Linked DNA regions of Pan troglodytes: region 1 is linked to region 2. The links are chromatin contacts, called in public Hi-C maps. All regions are on one chromosome and are shown on one strand. Each heading gives the region's core, a stretch centred on a gene start, on an enhancer-like site or on the middle of the called end of the contact. The rest is flanking DNA. Distances are from core to core; before and after follow the strand shown. Region 1 holds the start of DUSP1 (dual specificity phosphatase 1). Region 2 has its middle 37 kb from the start of DUSP1.

Region 1 (3,973 bases), core at 236-2,735, 37 kb after region 2:
AACATTCATCAAGCTTGCTCAAAGCCAAGGCCAGTGCCCATACCCACAAAAACTTTCTGCTGGAAAAGTCAATTTCAGATACCGAGTGAACTCAGTTCTGTTGCTGGAGGATAAATAAATAGGGAACTAAGCCCATTTGCCTGGGCAGGACCAGCAAGTTCATTTCCGTAGAGCCTACAATTGGAGACTCGGCTCCGTCAGACCACTTAACTGTGGAATAAATCATATCCCTGTGTCCCCTCCGTTATAAATAATGCTGCAGGTCACTTTCTATATTCTCCCTGGCACTACTCTTCCATGCCTCTGCCAGTTCTTACTTCTTCCCTGTGGCAGGGACACCTACTAACCTGATCGTAGAGTGGGGTACTGCAGGAACTGCACCCAGATTCCGCGCTGTCAGGGACGCTAGTACTCAGGGGAAGGCTGAGCCCCATGGGGGTCGACTGTTTGCTGCACAGCTCCGGGCAGGAAGCCGAAAACGCTTCGTATCCTCCTGGGAATACAAAGACATTTTTTTCCCCATTAGTGACGCCGGGACACGGCACCTTCATACAACTCCCCCACCCACCAAGGGCTGGAAGTTTACATCGGAAAGGCCCAGGCAAGTCTTTGTTTCCAGAGCCAAACAAAGCCAATGACAAGTTCCAGAGATAAATGTACTCCAGCGCCCACGCGCTGCAGGTGGGGCGATCCCCCGGGAGCCGAGAGCCAGGGGTACCGGGCAAAACCTCAGGGGTGTGCGGCCCGCCCCGAGCTTCCCCGAGGGCGTACCTTTGAGGAAGAAGACTTGCGCGGCGCGCGCCTCGCGGCAGAGCGCGCCGGCCGCCAGGGCCAGGGTGCCGTCGCGCTTGGCGCCGTCCAGGGCGGCGCTGCGCTCGTCCAGCAACACCACGGCGTGGTAGGCGCCGGCCAGCAGGCGGCCGCGGAGCTCGGCGTTGGGCACGATGTGCTCCAGGCCCATGGCGCCCTTGGCCCGGCGCCGCACGATGGTGCTGAAGCGCACGTTGACAGAGCCGGCGATGTGGCCGGCGTTGAAAGCGAAGAAGGAGCGGCAGTCCAGCAGCAGGCATTGCGCCGCTCGCTCCCCCAGCAGCGCCCGCAGGCCTCCAGCGTCCAGGGTGCCCACTTCCATGACCATGGCCGGCCTCAGCGCCCCCAGCGTGATCGGCCCTGCGGTGCTCTTTGTCTGTCCTCGGGGCCAAGGGCAGGGCGGCGCTTTTCGAGGAAAAGCTAGACCCCCGGGTCTCTCTGCGCCGAACCAAAAGCCGCTTTTGGACTGAGAGAGGAGCGTCACGCGGGGCTCCGGGCTCCTCGGCTTCTTCGCGGTTCCCCCGACTGCCCCTCCGACCCGCGTCGCACACACAGCCCAAAAGTCCTTCGCAGCGAGCCTGGCCCGGGGAGCGCGTTTATATGCGGCCCCTGGGGGACGGGGCGGGCCAGACCCGCGCGCAGGGGGAGGGGGGGTGTTTGTTTGAATGGTGATCACGTGACGGGGCGGTGACGTCACCCGCCCTGCCAGGCCAGGCGCCGCCGAGCCAGAGGGGGAGACGTCATCAGCCTCGGAGCTGGGTCCGCTCGCCGCGCGCTGGCTCGCGGCCCGGCCCCCGCCCTGCTGTCCGGCCTGCTCTTGGCGCGTCCCCAGGGACCGGGCCCGCGCCGCGCTCCAGGCCCAGCGGGGAGGAGGAGGGCTCGCTGCCAGCTGAGGCTGACCTCCGGGATGCGAGCGGCCGGGAGAACGGGCGACGTGCCACCTGCCTTGGCCTCGCCGCTCCTTCCTCTCTCCCTCCCCGAGTCCCCTTCCCCGTGCCCCTCGGCCGCCGACCTGAACCGAAAGGGGCTTCCTGTGCTTTTGCATACTCTTGTGCCCCTTTTTCTCATTTCCTCATCACTAACAGGCGGGGAAACTGAGGTTCCCCAGGCGAAGCGACTGACTTGCCCAGAACCACACTACTGGGGTGGGGGCAGCAAATAGGCGCCTAAGATGAAGCTTAGAGAAAAATGAACAACTCTGCCGATAGAAAAGTCGTCCCTACCAAGACCGACTCGAGCGAGTTGGGGCGGAGAGGTTCAGGGCAATGCTTTCCTGTTTCCCAGACTTTCTTTAAGGTGGCTTTAAAATATCTACATTTGCCATGAAAGTGTAAGCAAGCTAACTCCCACCGGGAAATAATGCTATTCCTAGTCTTGTGGCCCCCGGAAGACTTGGAGCCAAGGGAGGCAGGTCAGGGGGCTGAAATCCCGGTGAGGGGTCGCAAGGCCCCGCAGTGGATTCCAGGGTTTGGCGTTTGGAGGGGTGAGGGGCGACCCGCAGCGCGACTCGACGGCGCCCCCCAGGGGCCGCCCGACACGTTTCTGTCACCTTGGCTCCAGACTGAGCTTCTCCATCCCTTTCTTTATTATACAAATAGGCAGTATACACAGTGAGCGCCCACTAAGCGCTGGGCTGGGGGGCTCCAACCCGGAACAGAAGCCGGCCACAACCCTCGCTCCCTGTCGTCGCGGCCGTTATAGGCCGAAAGCAAAATCCAATCCCGGGCCATTCTGGGCGGATTGCCAGGACCTGGATCGCAACGCTTGGGAAGACCCCCGCCCCGCCCAGCGATATCCGTGCCCTGAGTCCCAGTGACGGCCCCCTGGACAGCGGAGCCTGCTGCAGCGACGCGACGCGCTAGGTACACAAACATAAACATTGCGCCACCCGCCCGGGTGCCGAGTCAGGAACATTCTGCGGTTTCCTCCCCTCCTGGGGGAGGGGATTTCGCTGGCCACCCTGTGTCGTCGCTGTGTGAGCTGTATCACCAGTGGCAACTTCTGCATTTGCCTCGCTTAGCTTGTGTGTTTTCGCCTGCGCAAATGTTCCGCCTGGATTCTTCTAGAAAAGTTCAGGGCATGGAGTGCTTTTTTTTAAAAGGGCGTTTTCTACCTTCATTTGAACATTGGTCGAGGACAGCAAAGAGGTCCTCAGATAAGAGCAACGCCCTCCCTGTATGGAGAGATAGAAGAAAAATTGTTTATACTACTTATTCAGCTGAGGAACTCAACATAGTTTTTGCGTTGAATCATAGAATGTTACAGCTGCTGACCTTTCACTGCATACCGACTTGATTTGTCCCATTTTTTTTCTCACCAAGAGCATTTATTATACCTTCCCCTACCGAAATTTTTCAAAAAGAAAACTTTTTTAAGAGCTGGGCGCTGTGGCTCACACCTGTAATCCCAGCACTTCGGGAGGCCGAGGGGGGGCGGATCATGAGGTCAGGAGATCGAGACCATCCTGGCCAACATGGTGAAACCCTGTCTCTACTAAAAATACAAAAATTAGCTGGGCGTGGTGGTGGGCGCCTGTAATCCCAGTTACTCGAGAGGCTGAGGCTGAACCCGGGAGGCAGAGGTTGCAGTGAGCCAAGATCACACCACTGCACTCCAGCCTGGTGACAGAGCAAGACTCTGTCTCAAAAAAAAAAAAAAAAAAGAAAGAAAAGAAAGCTTTTTAATGCCATTATCACAGTAGTAGTGGCACAGTCTGGCCCTAGAGCCAGGTGTCTGCTGGCCTCTCCTGCTTTTCTCTCTCCTCCCTTGCTGGAAAGAGTGCAGAGAGTAGACTTGAACCCTGTCATTTTGCTCCTGGATGGTCAGAGGTGAGCCTCGACCCCTACTGAGCCTCCAAGCCCACATCTGTACAGTGCGTCTACACTGGCCCACTTTGTAGATGGTTTGAGGCCCAAGTGAAAGATGGGGGGTTTAGAGAACCCAGGCCCTACCTCACCCCTGCTCTTTATGATTCACTGTATCTCTAGGGTTTCCCCTTCCCAGCAGAATGGTTCTTTATATATCATCATGCCCCTGTGCCTTTCAGAGACTTGCCTCAGAACCAGGGAGAAGGTCACTGCAAGCCATCTGCTTATGAGAGACATCAGTGGACAGGGGCCCAACTCAGGGAGAGCTCCTCTTTAAGACCCACCAACACGCAGAG
Region 2 (3,547 bases), core at 215-2,714:
CAGCTGTAAAGAGATTGTTCTGACTCCCCGTCACTCAGGCAGGGCGAGGAGCAGTTTCAAGCAGACCCAACTACAGATGCTGCAGAGGGAGGGAGGGGTCGTCAGAGCGAGCCTGGAGACCCCCATCCCTGGAGAAGCCTCTGCCTCCAATCCCCCAAATGGCTGCATCAGAGAAATCCAGGCCATTTCTCCCACAAGCCCTGCTCTCCAGCCGGATGGTGCCCTCAGCCTCCCCTCCGAAGGGCTCATCCTGGAGATGGCCCTCCTCCATGTACCCCCAGGAAGGGATGGCACTGGGGGAAGAGGGGCCCATCAGTGGCTGTCATCGCTCTGCTCCCAACAAGGCCTTGGCTCGTTGTCCTGGTCCCCTTTCTGGCTGAGTGACCTTGAGCCCCAATCTGGGCTTCTCTTTCCTCATTTGCAGACTACTTGCCTGCCTCACTGGCTTTCAGGTGGGACGCAACACTATCAGGAAAACCACTGCTCCCTGAGGACCTACTATGATGCCAGGCCTATTGTCAGAGACCTGCTAGACATCCACGACGGACGTGATAGGCATTGGAATGCACACAAAGATACTGACCCTTCCAGAGCCTTCTCTAGCTCTGCTGGTGGGCTTCCTCCCCAGACAGGCCTGGGGACACCCCACCATCACCCCCTGAAACAAATCAGGCAGATCATTAAGGATTAAACAGGAGTGACAGCTGTTTGGCCGAAACATGATTTTCTGAACTTTTCCATATGCTTGAGATATTTTATGGTACAATCACGCCGGCCCAGTAAGTGTGAAGCTGGCCTGGGAGAGAGGAGGCAGGATGGAGGAACTGGGTCAGGAGCTGGCCAAGCTCCTGGCCTTCCAGATGTAATGATGGAGCAGATGGGAGGCTGTGAGTCACTGAGAAATGCCCGGATGATTGGGATGTTGCTAAAACTCTGAAGTCCCAGATTCCCTTGTGGGCTCCTGGCAAGGGTGTGGAGCTAGTGAACCCATGAACCAGCAGAGCAAACCAGGATGTCCAGGGTGACTGAGTCTGGGAGCAGGGACCAGCCAACAATACCCTTCTCAGTCTCTCCACGTGGTGGAATGGGGAAGTGAAGCCATTCCTGGGAGCCCTTGTGGTTCTGTGTCCAGCCTGAGCCACAGCTTCACCCAACTGGCGCCGGCCAGGTGGACCTCCTGAGGTCTTGGGGTGGGCCTCGGGCTCCTCAAGCCAGCCAGAAGCAGCAGATCAGCTCCCAGCTCCTAACCCCTGGGCCTGGCCGGAAAGCACCTCAGCTCCAGGGACGGGTCAGCTGCAGCTTGTTGTGCGGTTGCTAAGTTCTGTGCTGATCAGTCCGGGCCTCATGGGTTTTTTCCCTCTGGTTTCATGTTCTGACGGGAACTGAGTGAATCTGGAGCGAGTTAATTGCAGCCACAGCATTCCAGAGGGTGTTACGCTGCAAGTTCCTCCCTGGCCCCAGCTCCCCGAGTCCACACCCTCCCCGGCTGTGGGCTGGAGGCTGGAATATGAGCAGCTCTACAGGACTGGACCCTGAGGAATCCGCTGTTCTTTCTAGACACTAACTTGCCTTCCAGGGAGAGGAAAAAGGTTTAAGGTCAAAAACACATATCTGCCCCTTGGTTCCACAGCTCTCTTTTCTGGCATTTAAGGCTCCACACATTTTGTTCCAAAAGTCATCCCCCAGCCTCATGTCCCACAGTGCCCTGCACCCTCTCTGAGCCAGCCAGACCAGGCTGTTCCCCAGATATCCCCGCACGGGCTCACCTCTCCCCTCCTTGCTGTCTCTGCCCAGCCAGATCTGATCCACCCTCCCTCCCTCCCTCCCTCCCTCCCTTCCTTCCCTCCTTCCTTTCTTCCTTCCTTTTTCCTTCCTTCTCTCCTGCAGACGATATTTGTGCTGTCATTCAGTGAGACAGGCAATATTGTGAAGCTTAGAAACAATTGATTTATACATTTCATAAATAAAATTATCAGAGAGTATAATTTCAGGTGGAAATGAGCACTTTGAAAAAAACTAAGAAAACAGATGAAGAGGGGACTAGGCTGTGTGTGTGTGTGTGTGTGTGTGTGACATATATACCTTAGTCTCTTCTTTATTGCTTCCCTCCTATTTATTTATTTATTTTTGAAACAGAGTTTTGCTCTGTTGTCCAGGCTGGAGCACAGTGGCGCAATCTTGGCTCACTGCAACCTCCACCTGCCAGGTTCAAGCGATTCTCCTGCCTCAGCCTCCCAAGTAGCTGGGGTAACAGGCGCCGGCCACCACACCTGGCTAATTTTTGTATTTTTAATAGAGACAGGGTTTCACAATGTTGGCGGCCTGGCTGGTCTTGAACTCCTGACCTCAGGTGACCCGCCCATCTCGGCCTCCCAAAGTTCTGGGATTATAGGTGTGAGCCACCACGCCCAGCCACCTCCTTAGCTTTTTAAAGTGCTTATTTCCACCCAAAATTATATTCTCTTTTAATTTTATTTATGAAATGCACAAATCACTTATTTATAAACTTTACAATATTGTCCATCTCTCTAAAGTGTAAGCTCTATGACGGCATATTGTATGTATGTGGACTTGTGTGTGTATGCTGTGCCTGTGTATGTATGTGTAAGTGTGTGTTTGTGTGTATATCTATGTGTATTTGTGTATGTATGTGTGTATGCATGTGTGTGTGTTTGTGTGTATGGGGGCCAGTTGGGGAGACCAGGGAAGGCCTCTCTGAGCAGGTGAATTTGGGCAGAGACCTGGGGGAGATGCTGGCACTGTGGGGCAGGTGCCCAGGCTCTGTGGGCACATGGGAGGGAGGCCTGCAGGGTAAAGCAAAGAGAGTGAAGGCAGGGAGGGGGTGGCAGGGCCTGAGCAGCTAGGGCTTGGTGTACCGGCCAGGCATTGGAGGTGTCCCCCAAGCGTGTTGGGGAGGCGGGACTCTCAGAGCCATATTTTCAAAGGACCCCTCTGGCTGCCTTGTGGCCAAGGATGGAAGCCCAGCAGGGACTTGAGGCCAGGCGAGAGACAACTGGGCAGTCCTGAGGGGTGGGCACCGGAGGGGTGGGCGGCAGCCGAGCCAGCATATATTTTGGAGGAAGAGCTGCGAGGCAGGCCTAGGTGGGAGGGAGATAAAGTCATCAACACAGCTCCAGGGTTTGGGCTGATCCACTTGCAGGAAGGGATGGAGGCCGTGGTGGGGAAGGTGGGAACAGAGCAGGGTCACAGAGGCAAACCCCAGAGATGGGCAGGGTTCCAGCCCACAGGGAGCCTTGGGAGCCCTGCAGGCAACCAACGAACCCCCTCTGGACTGCTCTGAGGACAGCAGAGGAGCCACCAAAGGCTTGCAGGCAGGAGAGTTCCAGAACAATTCTGGTGTGACCTCCTCGCAAAAGCCTCTTGGTGCACGTGGCCTCTCCCCTGCAAAAGTCATAAAGTCACTTCATCTGGTGATCTTGACTCAGTTTCCCCAATAATTTGTTGCATTCTAAAAGCTTTTGCTCTGTGCCAGGCACTGGACTAACTCCTATACCAGCGCTCAGGCATGAATGATGAGGCAGAGACT

Evidence for each region. A called contact is a pair of places that touch in the nucleus more often than the background predicts.
Region 1: a Hi-C map of stem cell-derived neural progenitor cells shows a contact between it and region 2, with 2.2 times the contacts expected there. The contact joins the promoter of DUSP1 here to the enhancer-like site in region 2. A contact is called at or near these places in 1 of 7 Hi-C or Micro-C datasets (stem cell-derived neural progenitor cells) and 1 of 1 datasets of contacts at active chromatin or transcription factors (stem cell-derived excitatory neurons).

The regions. Positions count from the first base shown.
Region 1 is chr4:170,433,525-170,437,497 of NHGRI_mPanTro3-v2.0_pri, forward strand. DUSP1 (dual specificity phosphatase 1) reads right to left here and starts at 1,486. Exons shown (of 4, transcript XM_527120.8): 1 at 772-1,486; 2 at 348-493. The coding sequence starts at 1,138. It overlaps LOC134809993 (a long non-coding RNA gene), which reads left to right and starts at 1,553. Exons shown (of 2, transcript XR_010157048.1): 1 at 1,553-3,973.
Region 2 is chr4:170,396,182-170,399,728 of NHGRI_mPanTro3-v2.0_pri, forward strand. No RefSeq gene overlaps it. Among named protein-coding and RNA genes, the nearest start is that of DUSP1, 37 kb to the right of the region's middle. Within about 2 kb of position 1,465, at least 8 of the 24 cell types and tissues checked have an H3K27ac peak or open chromatin away from gene starts, as enhancers often do. A contact at or near this core is called in stem cell-derived neural progenitor cells, where this site is marked.